Linked DNA regions of Mus musculus: region 1 is linked to region 2. The links are chromatin contacts, called in public Hi-C maps. All regions are on one chromosome and are shown on one strand. The core of a region is the stretch at or near the end of the contact, and the rest is flanking DNA. Distances in the headings are between cores, read along the strand shown. Region 1 overlaps Boc (biregional cell adhesion molecule-related/down-regulated by oncogenes (Cdon) binding protein). Region 2 overlaps Sidt1 (SID1 transmembrane family, member 1).

Region 1 (6,537 bases), core at 2,011-4,510, 240 kb after region 2:
CCGTAGTGTGAACTTAAAAAAAGGGGTCCTGCCCCGTGACTTAATATTTCCCCAGGTTAGAAATCACCGGGACGCTGACCTGTACTGTACTTGTGACTGTGCTGAGGAGACCAGTTAGACGTTTTCACCCTAGGTTGGATATGAAGAAGGCCGAGTCCCGTGGTTGCAAGAGAGCAAGCTGTTAGATGTGTTTTCAGAAGAGTAATCTGTTTCTCTGGTATTCCGAATATGTAGCCATTGGCAAGAAAAACTATTATTCAGCAACCCATGAGGAAACGTCCTTTTCTTAGTCCTTGGATCTTTAGAAAATAAACTGTTTGTGTTAAACAGTCTGTGAAAGGACATAAGAGAAAAGGCAAACCATCCTGCCAATAAGAACTTAGAATACGAAACGCAAACGCAAGCGTTGCTATTGTTGACTTCACAAAGCTCGGGACTGAGGAAATGCAGACAGACGCGGGGAAACAGCTCGCGTTGGGCTGGCAGAGGCGACTCCCTGATTTACCCAGTTTCTGAAAACTCCTCAATTCCGAGGCTCACGTTTTCCAAAACAACTCAGTCAGGGAAGCTTTGCTCTAGCGGCTCTCGGCGGCTCCAGCAGAATTCTACCTTCTGTCAGGCTTCACCTGAGTCTTTCCTGGTTCCGATCCAGACAAGGGAAGAAAATAGATTTTCATCTCTCCTAGGTTCTAACTCTTACAGTCAGTCGCTTTTGACTGTGGGTGACATTTTAAACTCAAGAGTGCAGTCTCCAGCTCAGGGAAGGGTTTATTGAAATTCATGGCTGCACCCCTCACAGCTTGATCTCCCTGACACTCGGTGTCGTGTCCCTCCAGCGGTGACACTTTGATTTCCCAGGTGAATTGTTACCAGAAGCCCCTGCTATGGCAGAGGGCTGTGCTGAAGAGTCCTTACTGAGTTTCTGTACTGCACATCTGAGAACACAATCGCCAGCGATGTACAGACAGGTCTGCGCCCTTCCACACAGAGTGTCAGAGTGTATTGAACAAGGCACATCAGGTTTATTGGCTGTGATTTATGGAGTAGCCTCATTTCCCCCCACAGCTGGCTATTGGTATTTGTAGCCTTTGACTACACTCTTGATCACTAATAGTAGAGCTCAGATCACAGGTTACATTTCACACAGTAAAATGTCATCTTTGTGAGCACACGTATCTGCAAATGGATACAAAGATGCTAGAGGCCACAGAGCCTAGAGAGGCCTCAACCAGAGGCAGCAAGGGCGCTGATATGAATGCAGTCCTTTAAAACGGTTAGGCGCTATTGAGGCCAGTTGGAAGCCAAGCCCAGATGATCCAAGCCACATGATCGAGCCCAGTTAGCTATCTGGAAGCAATGCTCAGGTTTGACACTAGCAGCAGAAATGCTGGACTTTTTTTGATGCAAGGCTCAGGGCTGGGTCCAGATGGACCAATGGCAGCATCATAGTAGAAGCCTCTAGAATGCTTTGTGTGTCAGCAATCCCTGGCACATTTTCTGGGGGTCAGATGACTGGCTAAAGGCTGTTCTCTCACAGTGTTAGATACTCTTCTTTTTATGGTGTCCAGATGAAGGTCGAAGTGTATTAGGTATGTTCTTGGGCCTGTTTGGGTTTTTTCTGATATAATTCTAACACATTCATGTATCTGCATGTTCCCTGTCTACTTTGGTGAGTTGGTAGGTAGTACGGTTTTCCTTGAAAGAATATCCTAAGCCTAACCCATGGTTCATGTTGGACATGGTAGTAGTGTTTGTGCATACCAACACAGCATGAAGAGTCTGCCTCTGGATTTTTGTATTGCTCATGTAAAGGGAGGCAGATTAAGGGCAAGGCCACCTAAAAAGCAATCAGTCGCTGGGCGTGGTGGCGCACGCCTTTAATCCCAGCACTTGGGAGGCAGAGGCATTCGAGGCCAGCCTGGTCTACAAAGTGAGTTCCAGGACAGCCAGAGCTATACAGAGAAACCCTGTTGCAACAAACAAACAAACAAACAAACAAAAAAGCAATCAGTCGTTGCCTCATACGGTATGAAGTAGATTGAAGTAACTCCGTCTCTCCACTCAGCTATGCCTTTCATTGATGAAGGCAAACAGGTGCTAATCATAGCCTTCATTGCTCATTCATTCATGCGTAAAAAAGTTGCCTCAAAACTTAGCTTTAAAAACAAGTTATTGAGCTAGAGGTTAGAGGTCTGTGGGTCTCAGGATCTGGTAGCAGACTTGGGAAACAGGATCCTAGGGAGCCTGGACAACTCCCTTCAGCGTCTGACCATCCTGAAAGAGTACAGTAAGCAGGGTGTCTATACGTTGCTTTTAGTGGCGCACACCAAAACCCATTTTGACATTTACTTTAGGTCACGGAGAGGTAGAAGGCAAAATTAGGTTTTACAAAAATAAAACAAGCTTCCAACAGCCTGTCAAGTTAACTACAGCTCAGATTTGAGCTGCATTAGCAAAGACTGCAAGCATTAGCTCTGCCCATTCCTCTCCTGGAAGTGACCGCTAAAGGCTTCAGTATGTGTTTGAAATCACATATCTTACTTCTTCCCTTGCAGGATTAGACCTCACGCTCTTATAATTTCCATGTTCCTTACACTTATTTCTATAAACACGTTAAAAGCCACTACCTTCCTGAAAATCATGCTGCATTTTGAGGACAGTTCTTATTCAGATTAGCCGTCTTTGTAGAAAAACGGATGCAAGGCTACCGATGGCTAGGTGCAGTACTCCTTTCCACCAGCAGATGGCGGCCTTATCCCAGTCTACCTTAGATCCTGCTTAGCAAATTCTTGGAAAAGCAGTCTGATACAACTCTTAATAAGATTAAATGTGTCAGGCTGAATTCCAACTCCTCATTTTCCTGAAATATACAATCCCTCCCCGCACAATGAATACTCAAAATGTGTGAAGACTTGCATTAAAATGTTCAGTTTCTTATTAAGTCTTGTGCCACACATAAAAGTTTTAAGTTCGCACGCACACACGCACGAATGCACGCTCACACACTTACCCCTATGAATGATCTTTTTGTGGAACAACATTAAATAAATGTTGGCTTGAAATGAGTCAACTCCTCCAGCAATGGTAACTTTAGAATGAAAGGAACCTACTAGGGACCACGTGTTAACGGGTGGCATAGTACTAAGCTAAATGGTGTTTTGGAAGCAATAGTTGGTCTTTTAAAACACACACACACACACACACACACATCCCTACACAAGAAGAATTCACTTCATTCCTTCAATATGGCAGATGCTCACCTCCAGTCCGGCAAGAGAACAGTGAATTTGCTTCCTGTCTGTGTATTCCTTCTTGGAGTAAGCAGTTTGTAGTGTCATGTTACATGAATCCAAATTCAGCATTCATTGTTTAAAGAGACAAAAAAATATGAAAAATATTTGCGACTGTTCCCAGATTTTATCTCTGATGGGTTGGAAATCATCTCGAGCAGGGCTTTACTGCAGCCACTCAAAGACGGGACGCCGGACGTCTAAAGAAAACGCTGACTCACTCGTGACTAAGATGAAGGTTACAAGGAAGACTAAACATTTATTTAGAAGTTACAGTGTTTGTTTTTACAGAGATATGTTGCCACCGATTATTGATTCTGGGAGACTGTTAATGCTTAGAGTGCTGTACACATCTGGGGCTTTTCTCGTGACATCTTGGAAACCTGTCCTGTGCCACCAAATTGGAGTGGCTTCCAGGTGGCTCCAGTCTGCGGCATGATGGCCTTTGCTTTATCCCTGTGTTCTTCATGAACAGTGTGCTTAGGGTCCTTCCACCAAGTGGCCCGAGGGCCTCCTGGTGTCCGTGGTAGCTGCAGGTTCTGGGATCCATCTGCAGCCTGACCATCTATGATACTCATTTCCACTGGTCTCCAGTTACTCAGCTGCTTGCTTTCTGTCTTGTGCCAGAAAGGGGAGGATTCCATATCTCTCCAGAATTATAGAAACACATATACATTTATTTACAAGTGCATAAATATATAAATATGGCTATAATAGAAAAATAAATACCAATTTTTCTCTGTCAACAAACAAACAAACAAACAATATATAGTCTTTCTGGGATATTAGCTTCGGCCTAAATTGTGGGAGGTGGTGTTTCAAAGGACACATGAACTGATGGGCTAGGCGAGAACCGCATCCCACGTTCCTGTCCTGTGTAGGTCCCTGATGGATGCTGGGAACTCCAGTCTCCTCCACCCACTTGGCAGGAGTCAGAACTGTCTACTTCTTCAACTGGTACAAGACCTAAACAGCACTGGGGCCCTGTGAGGGGAAAACGTAGGCGACATTAAAATCTAGACTCACTATGCAGTCCTGCGCTACTCTCTACCTATAGCTGGTCACACTGGCCCTGGAAGGGGAGGACCCTTACAATTCATCTATGTTGGGACCAAAGGCATTAGACTTCAAAGCACTCGACTTGTAGCCATCAGCTACGTACACACAAAACACAAAGGGATGCCCGGCTCTCTCTAGCCAGGCTGTGTTCTACCTCACGATCCAACCAAACCTTGTTTTCATGACGACTGGCCTGGCTTTGGAGCTGATGGTCTTTTAGAATTTCATGTCCTAGAGACAGGGTCTAGGGTCCTCATGGCAGGAGCATGCACCCCCGGGGAAGCTAAGAAACGCCAACTCATCCTCTGAAGTACCAAGTGCCCCAACTAAGTCCTGGTGGATTTGCTAGACGTAGGTAGAGAGGGAGCTATGGGCAGGGGTAGCACCCCCCCCCCCCCCCGGCCATGAACAAGTTTTGTGGGCGTAGACAGTTACTATGGTGACGTGTGCACATGCATGGCTTCCTGGTGACTGATAAGAACCAATCCCTAATTAAGACCTGACAGAACAGAGGATCAGAGAGGCCCCCATGTGATGAGGGGCAGAGAGACTCTGCGAATAGCCCTGAATCTCAAAAACAGAGAGCAAATAGGCTTCTTCCGTTGGAATAGAGGATGCGCTTTCTCTTCAGCCTTTGAGGACCACAGTTAGAGTGTTGGAGTCAGACCATACTGGGAAGGCCTCCTGGCCCTCTAGCCTTTAGTAGCAAATGAGTGGCCATCCATCCCCAACTCCCAAACACTCCCTTGAAGAAGTCCCTTGTCCTTTCTCCTCAAAGCCATCGCTGGGTTATGGGTGACCCCATCAGACAAGATCTCCCTGCCGCCCCTGGCTGACCTGAATGATATGGAGGGTCCCATGAAGATTCTAGTCCAGGACTTTCAGACGTTCGCCTCACTGCTGTTTGGCATGTGGTGACGGGTTGCTTCTGGAGGTGACAGCAGTCTTGAGGTTGGAGCAGCTGGTGAGTTGAGTCATCAGGCAGCGTGTATAAGAAAGCTCCTACTCCTGAGGCACACTGGGGACCTCTGCGTTGTACAAGACCAGATGGGGTGGGTTAGTGCAAGCAGAATGGGCGTGCACTTTCACTATCTGACATACATCACACCGGTCCCCTGTGAACATCAGGAGCTGCCCCACCAAATTCAGCCGGTGATAGTTGAGCTTTATTGTGGGAGGTGGCAAACTGGGTGTTCTGGGGCCTGTAGGCAAAGTTGGTTCTACCTCCAGGGTTTTGGTGAGCCAGTGAGTGACAGATGCTGAGAAACAACCGAAGCCCCTAAGCAGAAGAGTATCATAAGTGTGTACACAGCACCTTGCCCATGGGGTAACTGCCCCATCGGGCACAAATAGCAAACTTGGGGATCCCTGCACGAAGCGCTACTTAGCTCTGGTTGACCGACTTTGGATAGCGAAAGGGAATGGGAGGATTGGAGACTTGGGAATAAAAGTGGGAATGGGAGGGGCCTGGTTACCTGGCAACCTGCTGGTTCTGGAGGTCATATCCGTTGCTAACAATGGGCTGCCTCAGTTGGCTGTTGGTGTCTTCCCGCTGCTTGAAGGAAAGAACGGAAGGTCGTGACGGGAGCTCCTGGTGCAGTGCTCACCACTGAGCAGGATGAGCTGTGGTTAACTCTAGGGAGCTCAGCCCAGCAGCTCTGGATGAACAGGGGGAAGGCCCAAGAGGCAGCTCATTGTCCCGCCGTATGTGCACCCGGGGCTCACACTCAGGAACCCTTTACCTGGGCAAGCTCCCCTGGGCAGTGCTGCTGAGGCTTCCTGCCTGGACAGCCCACTGTAGCAGCAGGGCAGCCCCTGCTTCCGTGCACTCGACTGACACAGGCCCGTCCACTGACGCCACCAAGGTAGGGCTGCCCGTTGGCTTGGTGACCTGGAAGTCCCTCCAATGGCACCATTGTGTACTGGCACGAAGAAGACAGGAGGGCACTCCGAGGAAAACCCAGATCTGTTGTGTGTTCTGAAATAGAAGACGGGGGTCTCCTTAGCCTCCTACAGCTGGATAAAGCCCCACACTCAGTGTCAGAGCGATAGGCAGGGAGGTGACTGTCCAACAGCCGGAGAATACTTTTTCTAAGTCTTCCTATCACCCATTTCTTCTTTAGAGTGAGGAGTGTAGAAAGACAGTGAGTCAATGGCTTCCGGGCAGTGAAGCCATTGTTTCGTGGGA
Region 2 (6,566 bases), core at 335-2,834:
CTTTGGCCTTCTATAGCAGCAGGTGTCTCAGAGGTGTGGAAGTGGCCACACTGAAGGTTCTAGGTGGGAGGTCTGAGTAGCTGGTTTCTCTGGTCAATATCTATGAGGATGGGAGGGGCCAGGTGGAGAAGCTGGCCTGATGCAGCTTGTGTCTAGACTGAACTCTACGTTGCAAACAGAGGTTCTTGAGCCTCCAGACTATGTCTCTGTGCGCAACAGGGCATCCCTTCTACCATTCTTGAGGTTTAGTTCAGTCCCAAGCTCTTCCTGTGTGAATTCAGACACCCTTGACTCCCTCCAGGCAGGTGGAGCGTCTGGCAGTGGGCAAGCTGCTACACTCACCGTGTTTTCCACAAAACAGCACCAAGGTGGGTTGCTCCGTCTTCCCCCTGTGATGCTGGGTGCTCAGAAGACAGGGATCTGGTCTCTCCGGACCACATCCAGGTCATCATCCAGGGTCAACAGCACCTGGAGTGAGAGGGTTGGAGATGGGAAGAGAACATCCGTGAAAGGATCTTAAACAGGAAGAAGGCACATGAGATAGAACACAGTCTATTTCACAATTGTATCTGTGAAGGTTGGGAGCTCAGGCCAGAGGATGGTAAAATACTTGGGTAAGTGTCCTGGATGGTGACTAAGGGAAATGAAGTATAGCAATCGCTGTACAAGAAGAGAGGGAGGAAGAATTTTAGAATACAACCCACAGGATCAACTAAGCAGGGATCATAGGAGCTCCCAGAGGTTATCAACAATCACAGACAGACCCTGTACGGGTATGAGCTAGGTCTTCCATATATGGTTCTTCTTTTGTTGTTTTTTGTTTTCCGAGACAGGGTTTCTCTTTATAGCTCTGGCTGTGTCCTGGAACTCACTTTGTAGACCAGGCTGGCCTCGAACTCAGAAATCCGCCTGCCTCTGCCTCTCGAGCGCTGGGATTAAAGGCGTGCGCCACCACTGCGCCCGGCCCATATATGGTTCTTGTAGGGCCACTAACAAGGGTTTGGGTGTCTCTGACTCTTTTGTGTGCTTGGGACGCCTTTCCTCCTACTGTGTCACATAGTTCAGCCTTGATATGAAGGTTTGTGCCTATTTTTATGTAACTTATTATTCCTTGTCCAGGTAACATCCCTGGGAAGCATGCTCTTTTTTGGGGGGTGGGGGTGGGGATAGAGGAGGAGTGGATCTAGGGGAGGAGGAGGGAGGAAGGATGGACTGGGAGGAGTGGGGGAAGGGGAAACTGCAGTTGGGATGTAATTTATGTAAAGAAAAAATTAAAATAAAAAGGAAGTAAGGGAGAAGGGGAAGTAGGAGGTAGGGAGGGAAGGGGAAGGGAGGAAGAGGGAGAGGGAGAGGGAGAGGGAGAGGGAGAGGGAGAGGGAGAGGGAGAGGGAGAGGGAGAGGGAGAGGGAGAGGGAGAGGGAGAGGGAGAGGGAGAGGGAGAGGGAGAGAGCACTTCAATTCCCACCCTACACAGAACCACTAGCTCCATTTTGTTATCTTTTGTCCCCCTATGGGAAAAGTCCAAGGGTCAGAGAGATTGGCTGAACTTTCCACACTGGCCACTAGAGGGAAGCCATGCTCTGCTTTTGTGTGATTGCATGGTTGGCCTCAGAGGGCTTGAAGCCATCTTGCAGTGACAACCCAGTTATCACCCCAGCCTGTGTTCAGGCACCACAGACATTTAATTAGGGGGAGGGGGAGGACTAAATGCTGACGGTGGTCATCTTCTAGAAGCATGTCTACTCATGGATACTGGGAAGGGGCACAGCAAACTACAGGGACCCTAGATTTGGAACATGCTCATTAGGTGGCTTCTCTGGGAACTTAATCTTCACAAAATCCATAGTGAGACGACTGGAGGAAGGGAAGGAAGAGAGTCTATTATGAAAAGGAGGAAGTCCACGGATGAATTAGTGAGTGCCCTAAGTGGTTCCTGGGGGAATTCTGAGCATTTAAATCCAATAACCAACTCCATCCAAGGGCACTGTGCAACTTAAGGAAAAGAGTTTGGTCACTCTGTGTGTCCAAACATTGAAAAGTAGAGGAAAATGAAAGTTATGATATCACACAAGGTTACAGTAAAACAAAACAAAACAAAACAAAAAACCAAAACCACGAGATGGTGAGTGCATTGACTTGCAATGAAGAACTGCAGGAAATAACCAGAAGGAATAAAGGTTCGAGGAGCAGAAGGGAACTGTGAGACTTAAGACAGGGGGAGACCCAGCTGACTCACCAGGAATGAGAAAAACAGGGCAGTCGCAGAGAGGAAGTGCCAGATGTCATGGTCATCAAAGAAATCCAGCAGGACACACTCACGGTTCTTCTCCCGGGATTCTGCAGGGGTCCCCTGTGGGGAAAGTGCGACAGATATAGGCAAGAATCCCATGGTTTGAGTATTTCAGGGTTTGGTTTTGAGGAAGCTACAAAAATCCTACTAAGCGCCCAGAAAGTCAGCTTTCAAGGATTGTGCATACAGTAGCTCAAAGCAACGTTTATTATAACAATGTGTATAATAGTTCCAGAATGGAGATAACTCAAATGTCCATCAAGAGATGAACGGACTGGTTACACGTACTGTACTGTGTCCCGCAGGGCAAGACTTTTCAGTAATTAGAGGACATGTTGATGCAGGGCCACTCCATGGAGGACCTAGACACTGTTACACTGTACTCTGCATGGATAAAACCAGGCTCAGGGGCACATGGTATGTGGGTCTACCTCTGGGAGAGTGGTCCTCAACTTGTTAGTCAGGACTCCTTTGGGGCTGGGGGTGGGGTCATACATCAGATCTTTCATATCAGCTATGGATATCATAATTCATAACTAGCAAAATTACAGTTATGAAGAAGCAACAAGATAATTTTATGGTCAGGGCTCACCACATCATGAGGAACTGTGTTAAAAGGTCGCAGCATTAGGAAGCTTGGGGACCACTGCTTTAGGAAATGCCCAGACTGACCACTCTATAGCCATAGAAGGCGGGGTAATGGCTGGCAAGTGCTACTACTTCAAGAAGAAACAAAATGGCTGCTCACTAGTTTTCTTTCTGGGGTCATACAACTGTTCTAAAATCAGATGTGCTGATGCTGTGGTAGAGTTGAGACTTCACGCATGTGCTTCAGACACAGCACTGGTTTTATGAGACATCAGCTTTCCTGCCTACAAGACAGACATAGAACCCTGCCCTGCTCTGCCCTGCTCCACCCCTGCATTTGATGGATGACGACTATGATGAGAGAGACCGTGACAATATGGTAATCAAGTGTTAAATATCTTCTGCAAACAGACTGTAGGAGACAGTGAAGAAGATGTTTGTGGCATCTACAGGGCTTTCAAGTTGATGTAGCATGACCTCAGTAAGGTCACTTGCTGACTAAGTGTGCTCATTAAACCTTCTCTCTTCTGAAGAAGCTGTGAATTTAGATAATGGGGAAACATAAGAAGCAAAAGAGCAAGAGAGGGAGGAAGGTACAAAAGGCATGATGAAGCAAGAACTGCCGAGAGAGAGAGAGCGAGAGAGAGAGAGAGAGAGAGAGAGAGAGAGAGAGAGAGAGGAAGAAGAAGAAGAAGAAGAAGAAGAAGAAGAAGAAGAAGAAGAAGAAGAAGAAGAGAAGGAGGAGGAGGAGGAGAAAGAGGAAGAAGAAGAGGAGGAGAAAGAGGAAGAGGAGAAAGAGGAGAAAGAGGAGAAAGAGGAGAAAGGAAGAAGAGGAGGAAGAGGAAGTGGAGGAGAAGGAGGAGGAGGAAGAGGAAGTGGAGGGGAAGGAGGAGAAGAAGAGAGAGAGAAAGAAGGAGAAGGAGGAGGAGAAGGATAAGAAGACGAGAGGGAGACGGAGAGGGAGAAGAAGAGGGAGAGGAAGGGAGGAAGGGAGGAAGGGAGGAAGGAAGGAGCAGGGCTCTTACCTCCCAGCTGCTGAGGTTCTGGAAGAAGAAGTACAGTGCCGCAGCCCACACCACGGCAGTGGCCGCGATGCAGAAGACTGGTAGCGGGAGGACTTTCTCAGAGCTTCGAAGCTGTGGAGAGATGGAAACCACTGAAGCTGGAGCCTCAGCTGCCGGCAGGCCCCTGGTGCGGCCAGCTCCTCGCGCACGAGTGCTCACCTTCATGATGATGTAGAAAGCCAAGTACAGCAGCAGGTTGCAGATGAAGATGCCCAGCATGTAGGAGGCAAAGTCCCTGGGCCGGTAGATCAATCCAAAGAAGGCACTGTGGATGCGGATAGAGTGTTAGCAGAAGGTAAAAGGGGGTACCACGAGTGGATCCTTAACCACTGCTGGGGCGTTCACTGATAACACACTTTTAAATATAGGCCTGCATTGTTTCATGGCAGGGCTACATTCTGAGAAATGCACAGCAGGTGGGTGTGGTATTGTGTGAACATCTAGAATGCATTTACACAAGTCAAGATGGCCACCATGTTGTTTGGCCACATCATCTTTTAGGACCACCGTGTACACGTGGTCCTCTGGTAATTGAAATGTCTTTAGATGCTGAGTGACAATTATACAACTTAATGAATGATAAAACTTTTAATTTATTATATTCACTTCTAGTGGGTTCACAAAGTTCTTATAAGATGTGAAGAGCCATCTTTCCTTTCTGAGTAAAATTGTTTTCCCAGAATCCTTTAGTTTTTTTCATGAGTATAAACAGCACTGTTGGGGATAAGTGAACACTTGGGATAGACCACATTTGCTTACATTTAAGATTATTAGTTAGAGCTGTGAGATGGCTCAGTGGTTGAAAGCACTGACTGCTCTTCCAGAGGTCCCGAGTTCAAATCCCAGAAACTACATGATGGCTTACAACCATCTGTAATGGGATCCAGTGCCCTCTTCTGTTGTGTCTGAAGACAGCCACAGTGTACTCACATATAAAATAAATCCTTGGGAAAAAATTATGAGTTCATCAGACACGATTGCAGCAAGTATGATTACCCTAGTAATTGGCTTGACAGATGTTATGAGTTTACGCAACTGTCCATATTTAATTTAGCACCAATGTTTATTCTGTCTGAAGGTTAACTTTAAATTTGTTTTAAAATTCTATTCAGTATAACAAAATATTTGTAACCTGTCTTCTCCAAGACAGGGTTTCTCTGTGTATTCCTGGCTGACCTAAAACTTGCTCTATAGACCAGGCTGGCCTCTGCCTTCCAAGTGTTGAGATTAAAGGCCCATGTCACCATACCTGGTATGGCATGTAACTCTTCTTCATCTCCTTATTTAAAGGATTTTTTCCTGTTTAAAAATAATATACGTTTAAAACCCACAGTGTGATGGATCATGTATACTGGTAATCCTAGCACTTTGGAAGCTGAGGCAGGAGGACTGCCATAAGTTTGAGGCTATCCTGGGCTACACAGTAAGGGCCAGATATGTCAGGACTAGATAGCAAGACCCTGTCTCAAGAAAAGCGAACATAGCATAAAACAAAACAATTGTATCTTGATTTTAGGGAACAAAAATTAATAATTGAAAAGTAGGGTTTTATCAAACTAAAAAGCTTCTACACAGAATACAGTTCACAGAGTGAAGATGAGAGAAAATGGTTGCCAGCAATACCGGATTGATTATTTTGGGTTAAAATCTGTCCTGGGTAGTTGTTTTTAGTTAGTTAGTTTTGTCATCTTGACATAAGATAGGGCTATTTGGGAAGAGGAACCTCAATTGAGAAAACAATTCCATCAGGTTGGCCTGTAGGCAAGTCTGTAGGGCATTTTATTGATCAATTCTTGTGAAAGGGCCCAGCCCACTGTGGGTGGTGTCATTCCCTAGGCAGATGGTCCTGGGCTGTATAAGAAAGCAGGCTGAGTAATCCAGTAAGCAGTGTTCCTCCATGCAGCTGCTTCAGTTTCTGCCTCCAGGTTCCTGCCTTTAGTTCCTGTTAGTTCCTGTTAGTTCCTGTTATGACTTCCCTTCATGATGGATGACAACTGTGATCTGAAAGGAAACCTTCCCTGCTTTTTGTCATCGGGTTTAGCACATCAACAAGAAAGAAAAAGAAACAAAATACAAAGAATTCATATAACAATAACACAAAAGGAAAGTAATACAACTTAAAACTGGGCAGATGAGGTTTGGCTTTTAGGGTAAAGTGCTTGTTGCACAAGCATGAGGACCCGAGTTCTGATCCCCAGGCATGGCAGAGCAAACCATTATGCCAGAAGAGAAACAGGTAGATCCTGGCACCTCATTGGCCAGGCTGCCTCATCAAAATACTATGCTCCAAGTTCACTGTGAGAATTTTTACTGAAAAAAATAAGTGGAGCGCAATAGAGAAAGACGATCAGAAAGACCAGAAAAAGCTCCCTGGTGTAGGAGCCTGTACACACACACACTTGCACACACACAGCAGATGATCTGAATAGGTTCCGTTCGAAAGACTGTATATACACACAGTCAATAAATGTATGACAGTCATCGAGATCATTAGCTACCAGGGAAACAAACATCAAACCTGAATGAAGTATAGTGATGAATAGACATTTGGAAGTGGAGGGTGGATGAATGGAAGGTGAGGTTGATTGTGTATGCTGTATGCATGTACTGAGATATCACACTAA

What was found. Hi-C and Micro-C count contacts between places; a contact is called where the count stands out from the background.
Region 1: a Hi-C map of the Ba/F3 cell line shows a contact between it and region 2, with 3 times the contacts expected there. The contact joins two enhancer-like sites. A contact is called at or near these places in 1 of 15 datasets of contacts at CTCF or cohesin (stem cell-derived epiblast-like cells), 56 of 484 Hi-C or Micro-C datasets (the 3T3-L1 cell line, 3T3-L1-derived adipocytes, the Ba/F3 cell line and 29 more), 3 of 115 datasets of contacts at active chromatin or transcription factors (astrocytes and embryonic stem cells) and 1 of 9 other capture datasets (embryonic stem cells).

What each region holds. Positions count from the first base shown.
Region 1 is chr16:44,481,526-44,488,062 of GRCm38.p6, forward strand. It overlaps Boc (biregional cell adhesion molecule-related/down-regulated by oncogenes (Cdon) binding protein), which reads right to left. Exons shown (of 19, transcript NM_172506.2): 16 at 6,092-6,327; 17 at 5,825-5,904; 18 at 5,187-5,377; 19 at 3,520-4,274. The coding sequence ends at 4,087. Cfap44 (cilia and flagella associated protein 44) reads left to right here. Exons shown (of 35, transcript NM_001033247.1): 35 at 1-903. Among named protein-coding and RNA genes, the nearest start is that of Gm30064, 46 kb to the right of the region's middle. Within about 2 kb of position 3,261, at least 19 of the 459 cell types and tissues checked have an H3K27ac peak or open chromatin away from gene starts, as enhancers often do. A contact at or near this core is called in the Ba/F3 cell line, where this site is marked.
Region 2 is chr16:44,241,232-44,247,797 of GRCm38.p6, forward strand. It overlaps Sidt1 (SID1 transmembrane family, member 1), which reads right to left. Exons shown (of 25, transcript NM_198034.3): 22 at 4,102-4,207; 23 at 3,904-4,014; 24 at 2,237-2,350; 25 at 1-468. The coding sequence ends at 406. Among named protein-coding and RNA genes, the nearest start is that of Usf3, 71 kb to the left of the region's middle. Within about 2 kb of position 1,585, at least 20 of the 459 cell types and tissues checked have an H3K27ac peak or open chromatin away from gene starts, as enhancers often do. A contact at or near this core is called in the Ba/F3 cell line, where this site is marked.